Regions from separate parts of the Ovis aries genome. Here region 1 is linked to region 2. Evidence: chromatin contacts called from public Hi-C data. All regions are on one chromosome and are shown on one strand. Each heading gives the region's core, a stretch centred on a gene start, on an enhancer-like site or on the middle of the called end of the contact. The rest is flanking DNA. Distances are from core to core; before and after follow the strand shown.

Region 1 (3,450 bases), core at 890-3,389, 580 kb before region 2:
GAGTTTGGACTTATGCCCTTTTAAATTTAAACAGTAATGGAACATGCAATTAATGCTATTATTTCAGTAATTGAAAATAAAAGTATAGAGTCCCCATGAGAACTAAGAACTAAGAGACAAAGATTTGAATATCGCAATGGCAACCCACTCCAGTACTCTTGACTGGAAAATCCCATGGACGGAGGAGCCTGGAAGGCTGCAGTCCATGAGGTCGCTAAGAGTCAGACACGACTGAAGCGACTTGGCAGCAGCAGCATTGAATCAGTCAATAGGTATCTATTGTGTAACCATGTTTATGGAATGTGGAGTGGTAAAGAACCCGCCTGCCAATGCAGGAGACATAAGAGACATGGGTTCAATCCCTGGGTTGGGAAGATCCCCTGGAGGAGAGCATGGCAACACACTCCAGTATTTTTGTCTGCAGAATCCCATGGATAGAGGAGCCTGGTGGGCTACAGTCCATGGGGTCACAAAGAGTCAGACACGATGGAAGTGACTTAGCACACATACTAGTGGAGTCAGGTAGGAGTTGGGTTCCAGTACTGGCCTCACCACTATAAGCTGTCATTGTAGGTGAGCACCTAAGTGTCTATAAACTTCAGTTCCCTCATTCTGTAAAATGGGCATAATAATTGTAACCTATATGTGGTTGTTATGAGGATAAATTAGATAATGCACTTAAAGTGGTTAGCAGAGAGTCTAGAAGGTAGTTAGCACTTAATAATAGCTCAAAGCTATTATTAATGCTGTGATTATTACTGTAATAATGATTCATGTCTAATTCTTTAGGAGGTCATAACAGTATTATTTATTTCCATTTTATAGATGGCTTGTGGTTGGAATCTGGATCTTCTCATTTCCAACTTTCACTACATCATCATTTATCTGACACAATGCAAACAGAATCACATTTACAGGAAGAATCTTCTTTTAAAAAAAAATTGGAAACAGTGATAACTGCCTACAGCAAAAATTCTTTTTCAATTGGTAAATATCATCTTCATCCATAACTATCATTGGGAAATTCAATAAATGCTTATTAAGCACTTTGGATAAGTACATGTGTTAGATATTCGATATAAGACACCTGTGTTGCTAAAACACAGCACCTGCCTGTTTGTGGCTTACAAACCCGCAGGCTCAAAGATTCCGTCCTTTAGGCTTTAAAAAAAAATTGAATTTGTAAGTTTAGCAACCAGTTGGCACCAGTTCCAGGCAGCGTTTGATTTTTGGATTAAAGCAGCAGGAGCAGCTGCCTCAGTCTCTTGCAGAACCTGAGAGAGAAGCTCAGGGTCAGGACAACAGGTAGGTGGGGAGCTAACTTCCGCCTGCGAGTCAATCAGCTAAGTGTATCTGTCAGGCCATTCCACCGTCCAGCAGAACAAATCTCTTGCCTTAGAAAACAGACAGCAGAGAGAAGGTCAGGAAATTTTAGCCCCAAACCAGTTCTATCACCCACAAAGTGGATGACTGGGGGCAAAACAAAACAGCAACAACAACAAAACCCCTCTTCAAACCTCTATTTACTCATCTGCAAATTAAGGGCATCAGATGAAATGAGTGGTTCTTAACTAGTGTTGCCCATATTGGAGGTGGAACGCTGGAATAGTGTGGATGGTGCAGTCGCTTTTTTCAGCAATTACTAGCCATTAGCAAAATGCCTGACAACTCATAAATATACCTGGAGGGAAAAGCGTTTGTAATCACGTTAGATCTCTGATGTTTAACCGTGTGTATTATCCAGTGGGTTAGATTCATTTGTCTGTTCATTCATTCATAAGCAGTTGAGCGCAGTGGCTGTATGCTGGTCCTGGACTCGGACCAGACACTGCCCTTGTCCTCAGATGGGGCTTACATTTTACGCGTGAAATCAATCATAGGTTATAGGGGAGGCATGAAGTCTTTTCTCCTCCCTAAGTACGAATCCCTGAGCTGGATCTGACACACCGCTGTGATGACGATCCCTACCTCCAGATTCCTTACCGTCAGCTCCTTAGAGCCCATTCCTATTGGCTGGGAAATTCTCCAGCAGTTGTCCGAGTCCCCACCTTTGGTTTCCGTGGCGGCAGAGGGATCTGCTTCGAGTGCCCTCAGATTCCTGTAGGTGGAGCCAAACCCCCTGGCTGAGACGCTGGGCTTGCTCCCTCCGCAGGCCCCGGTGGGCGGGCGGGCGCGTTTCAAGCCACCTCCCTCCCTCTCTCTCCTCTCTTGTGCGGTCCCCTCCACATCCCCACCAACCGAGTGGGTCGGAAGGGAAATCGTGCCAGACTTGGAGACGACTGCCAGGTTTCTCTCAAGTCTTGGCTTAACAAAGGAAAGCAAATTACAAAAATGGAAATTTTCAAACCAGCGTTCAGTGGTATTCAGATCGACGTTTGGGTAGCACGCAGGCACAGACCGCATTCGTGCTATTTTGTGATTAAAATGATACGGAAAATACCTCCTTGCTGGGGTTTTCTTCTTCCAAAACGACTTGTTACTTTCCCTTTGCGAATTTCCCCTTTCTTTGGGGAGCGGCAGCCCCCTGACCACTCTAGAACTGCTAACATCTGTTGAAATCTTGCCTCTGCTGACTTTTTTTCCTCTTAAGAGTTGAACTTTAAAAAATGCCTGCAATTCGCAGTCTGGAGAAATCTAGATAAAGAAGAAGTTTCTAGGCACTTGCCCAGGGAGTCTTGCGTTCTGTGTAAGGAACTCCGAGTTCTGTGACAGCGTGAATGTCTTTCCTTTTCACCTCCATCCGAGAAGGATACCTGAATATGAATCTTGCCAGAAACACATGCTGCCTTATTCTCCTCTCCACTTGAATGGTGTGCTCTGTCTCATCCTTTAAAAAATGGTTTTAAAATGGCCATTGAGTTGGGTTTTCAATGATTTTACAGTGAAGAAAAAAAAAAAAAAAGAGGGGGGAAAAAAAAAAGCCTGATCATGTCCTCCTTGCTAATTTTTGCAGTTGCTAGACAGGCCCTGTCCCAAGTGGGTTTGTGAGAAAGGCGCTCCCATTGTTAGTCCGCTCCCCCACCTCACTCCCCCAGACGGTACCATTTCTTTCCTTGGAAGCTTTGACTGTCTCCTTCTTACACAGCTGTGTTTGCAGTGCCTGGAGACAGGTGGGGGAGCAGCCTCCAGGCCAAAGCTGCCAATTCTCTCTCTAAGGACTGTCTGACTAGCTATTAAAATTTAAAGATCACACACGTGCACACACACTTTTTTGGTAGCGGTCATTCTTTGTTATATAGGGGCAGCTGTACTACCAATTAGCCAGACTGATAATACTAGAGGTCACAGCCATTCTGTTTGTATTCTCCAGCCCACATGAGCATTGTGTGCATGCGTGCAAAGTCACTTCAGTCGTGTCTGACTCTTTTTGACCCTATGGACCGCAGCCCACCAGGCTCCTCTGTCTATGGGATTCTCCAGGCAAGAATACTGGAGTGGGTTGCCATGCCC
Region 2 (3,679 bases), core at 591-3,090:
CCGATTTTACAGCAGTGAAATCTGCTCAGGTCACCCGAGAGCAGAAGGACCCCTTTTTCTGTTGGAGCAACTTCCTTAAGTAAGTGCTAGACCTTCACAAAAGAGAACACATTTTGCTTAAGCTTGTTCTTTCTTAGGAAGCGCTTAGAGACCGGGCCCACCAATATTGCGGGTAAAGTTAAAGCTACCAGACATGTGCACTGTATTAGAATGCCGACTTGGGACTCACTGAAGATCAGACTGTTACAATTAATCTCGTTTCTTTTTGTTCCCATTGCTTTATTTTTCCTTAGGTCTCTTTCTTTTTTAGTGTTCCCTACCTCCTAAAGTTATGAGTTAATAAAAACGCTGCCCTATTTTTTTTTTTTTTTAATACATAAAGACACTAAATTTGAAGTTAGTGTTGCAGCTAAACTCTCCTGGAGCCTAGCGATCGGTTCTCATCTCTTTAATGCCAGCACTATTGTTCTTCAAATTTATTAAAATAACTCTTTCAAGGCCTTTGAGAAAATGTAATAAATGCTAATTGGAAAAAAAAACCAAACTCATTTATTTTACTTTCTCAGATCAAGGAAAAGAACGCCAAGCAAAATAATAAAATTTATGTTGTTTATTTTCAAGCGACTCTATTTTCAGTAGCTCTTTTTCTTCCTTAACTCAGGAGCTTTGTTCGATTCCATGTCTACGTATCCCCAGGTGCTCCCACTAACCCACCCATCTGTTCACGCCCCGAGAGACTGCAGGAGTGGATACCGTCCTAAGGGAACCCTCCCTGTATTTGCTACCTGGCTAAAGCGCTCCGTTTCAGAAGATACCAGAAAATGTCTTCTTCAGAAACTACCAATGAAGGAAATCATTTACCTAATTAATTCAAGAGCCTCAAGAGGAAGGACTTTGGGCCTGGAGATCCTCATACTAGTGAAAATCCCTTTAGTCCTTCCCCCTCTGACCCGTGAGGGACCGCGTCAGCTGTCTGTTCAAGAGCGGCCCTGGCCAGCGGCTGCCCCTCCCGATGTGCCCCCAGATGGCACAGCCGAGGCGCACAGACGCCGCCCGCCCGGACCACTATCCGGTTCACCACTATGCGACCCTGGCCACCCTCTACCCACCTCCTCACCCCCAGCGTGGGCCCCCTCCTCTCCTTTTCTCTTCCTTCTCACCCTCCCCAGTGATTTTTATGGGGGTGGGAAGTAAAGTGGGAACGTTTCCTCCATCGCGATGCCCACTTCCTCAGCCGTCTCCCACCCGGGTGGACTGGAATTAAAATCCGGGAATTCAACTTTGCTGCAAAACCTCTGGTTCTTAAGGAGGGGCCGGAGGGAAGGAAGACCCCGCAGGGAACACGCGGCCCAAAAAGGCTCCCACCCCGCCCCACTGCCATCCCGCCGGGAGGATGAAAGCAAAGTCCCGGGAGGGGCCGCTGGCTCCCCGAGGGGGCAAGGGCTTGGGGCGGAGGAGGCTGGGGCCAGGTGGCGAGTGCCGGGCCCGGGCTTCAGGGTTCCTGGGTACCCAGACCCTCTTCCCAGGCAGCGCGCTCCCGCCCCTGCAGGTGCACCCTCCGCCCCCTTTTAGGCCCCCTCCGTGGAAACCGCCTTCCGGCCCAAGTTCGGTCCCTGGAGGCTTTGAACGTGGCCTTTCAGAAGTTTTTAAAGCTGCCCCGCCTCGCCCAGCATTCACGGGTCACACTCTTCCCCCGATCCCTCCACCCCCGCTACAGCTGCAGCACCGGGGGTGGGGGATGGGGGAAGGGGGAGGGCCGGCGGAGGCTCTGGGGTCGGAGCACCACCTCGGAGCCCCAGGCTCGGCCTAGAGCGCTTGGAGATCCGCTCCCTAGCCCGACCTCGGAGGAAGCGCCGACAGACAGCTCCCGCACCGCACCGGCCGGAGGGGGCAGGGGACGGGAGCGGAGGGGCGAGGCGGGGGAGAGGAAGAGAGACCGGGCTGGGGCAGGGGCGGGGGCGGGGGGCATGACCGCATTACCAGGGTTCCTGTGCAGGGCGCCAGCCAAGGGACTATTTAAAATGGCCTTGAAGGGAGGCCGCTGGTGACCGGTGTCCTCGCCCTCCAAGTTCCCCGAGCGAATCAGGGCGCCACCTGCAGGCGAGTTCCAGATTGCAGAAGGGAGAAGGGGAGAAACTGCCGGTCAAGAAAAAGAGACCCAGGGGAAGAAGCAGGGCCCGGTTTTGTCCAGGGAGCCGTCTCTCTGATCCTGAGTCTGAGTTCTGAGCTCCAGAATTAACGGAACTGTTAGAAGAAGAGGGAGTCCCGAGGGCACTGAGAATGAACTTTTGGGGAGTAGGGGGTTGGGGTAGTAAACACAGGAATCCGGGAATTCGTGGATCAAAGAAATCCCTCCTCCGGGCTAGTCCGAGGGAGTGCAGCTTGTTTCACTAAGAGTGGCCCTGTGACCTTAGACAGGTTACTTGATTTTTCTGAGTCTTGATTTCGTCATCCTTTAAAAAGGGGAATAGTGATACCTGTCTGACAGGATCCTTTCTAGAGTTAAACAGCGTACTATGCGATGCCTTCTAGAGGGAGCTTTCAGCGATTTTTAATAAGGAAAAAAATGTCTTTTACTCTAACAAATCTAACTTATAAGCCCTTGTCTACTGTTTTCTGTTTTTTGAAGATTAGGGCCTTAGAAGAGGGTAGAGCGAGCCAGAGAGAGATGAGTGTCTGATTAGAAGGACCCGTCAGTAGAAGTTGTGATAACTACTTTCTCTAGCTAATCCCCTCCTCTTAGACAAATAATAGCATTCTAATATGGATAACTTACTATTGCTATTTTGGGGCTTCCCAGGCGACACTAGTGGTAAAGAACCTGCCTGCCAGTGCAGGAGACTAGAGAGAGACACAGGTTTGATCCCTGGGTTGGGAAGATCCCCTGGAGGAGGGCATGGCAAACCACACTATTATTGTCTGGAGAATCCCATGGCCAGAGTAGGCTGGTGGGCTTCAATCTATAGGGTCACAAAGAGTCAGACACAACTGAGCACGCACACACACAGTATTATCTCATTTCATTTTTATCACCTTACATTGTTTATGTTATTCTCATTTTGAATATGAGGAAATAAAGAGGATACAAAGAATAGTTGGTATATTTTGTTTCTTCAAGAAATTTTCCTATGTCAACAACTCAGATCTACATTTCAGAATCTACCTTTAACATCAATTTAAGCACCTACTATGTGCATGTGATTCTCATAACACTTCCATGAAGTAGGACCTCAAGTTCATTCTTCATAGAAGAGGAAAGCTTGGTTCAGGTATATGGGGGTTGGGGGTTAGAGAGTAGGAGAATAGGGGGTCACTTAAAATCCTTCAGAGAAGTGGTGGAGCCAGGTCATGAAGAGCCTAGCTCTTCTGATTATACATCCAGGTGCCTCTGTTGCACCATAACTTAATATGGTTCCAACTAGCTTTGGGACACTGCTACAAGTTATTGGGAAAGGTCACTTGGAGAAGTGGCATCTTGGTGGTTTTGCCATGTTGAAGGTGTGGTAGAAGATGGTGTTTATGGCCTTTAGCAATGGTCGAGTATTACATTTCATAAGGAAATATTGATGGTGGAGGAAGGTGGCGTGTGTACCATGGGAGAAGCCAAACAATGAGTTGATCTAGTTACTCATTAACAAATATGAGTAACATATTTAGTGACCAAACCAACCAAATCTCT

What was found. A called contact is a pair of places that touch in the nucleus more often than the background predicts.
Region 1: a contact with region 2 is called in a Hi-C map of liver, with 3 times the contacts expected there. The contact joins two enhancer-like sites. A contact is called at or near these places in 8 of 16 Hi-C or Micro-C datasets (blood, hypothalamus, liver and 3 more).

The regions. Positions count from the first base shown.
Region 1 is chr1:36,870,605-36,874,054 of ARS-UI_Ramb_v3.0, reverse strand. No RefSeq gene overlaps it. Among named protein-coding and RNA genes, the nearest start is that of TM2D1, 89 kb to the left of the region's middle. Within about 2 kb of position 2,139, at least 13 of the 54 cell types and tissues checked have an H3K27ac peak or open chromatin away from gene starts, as enhancers often do. A contact at or near this core is called in liver, where this site is marked.
Region 2 is chr1:36,289,817-36,293,495 of ARS-UI_Ramb_v3.0, reverse strand. It overlaps LOC105612174 (a long non-coding RNA gene), which reads left to right. Exons shown (of 6, transcript XR_009599378.1): 5 at 1-79; 6 at 697-1,279. Among named protein-coding and RNA genes, the nearest start is that of NFIA, 27 kb to the left of the region's middle. Within about 2 kb of position 1,840, at least 36 of the 54 cell types and tissues checked have an H3K27ac peak or open chromatin away from gene starts, as enhancers often do. A contact at or near this core is called in liver, where this site is marked.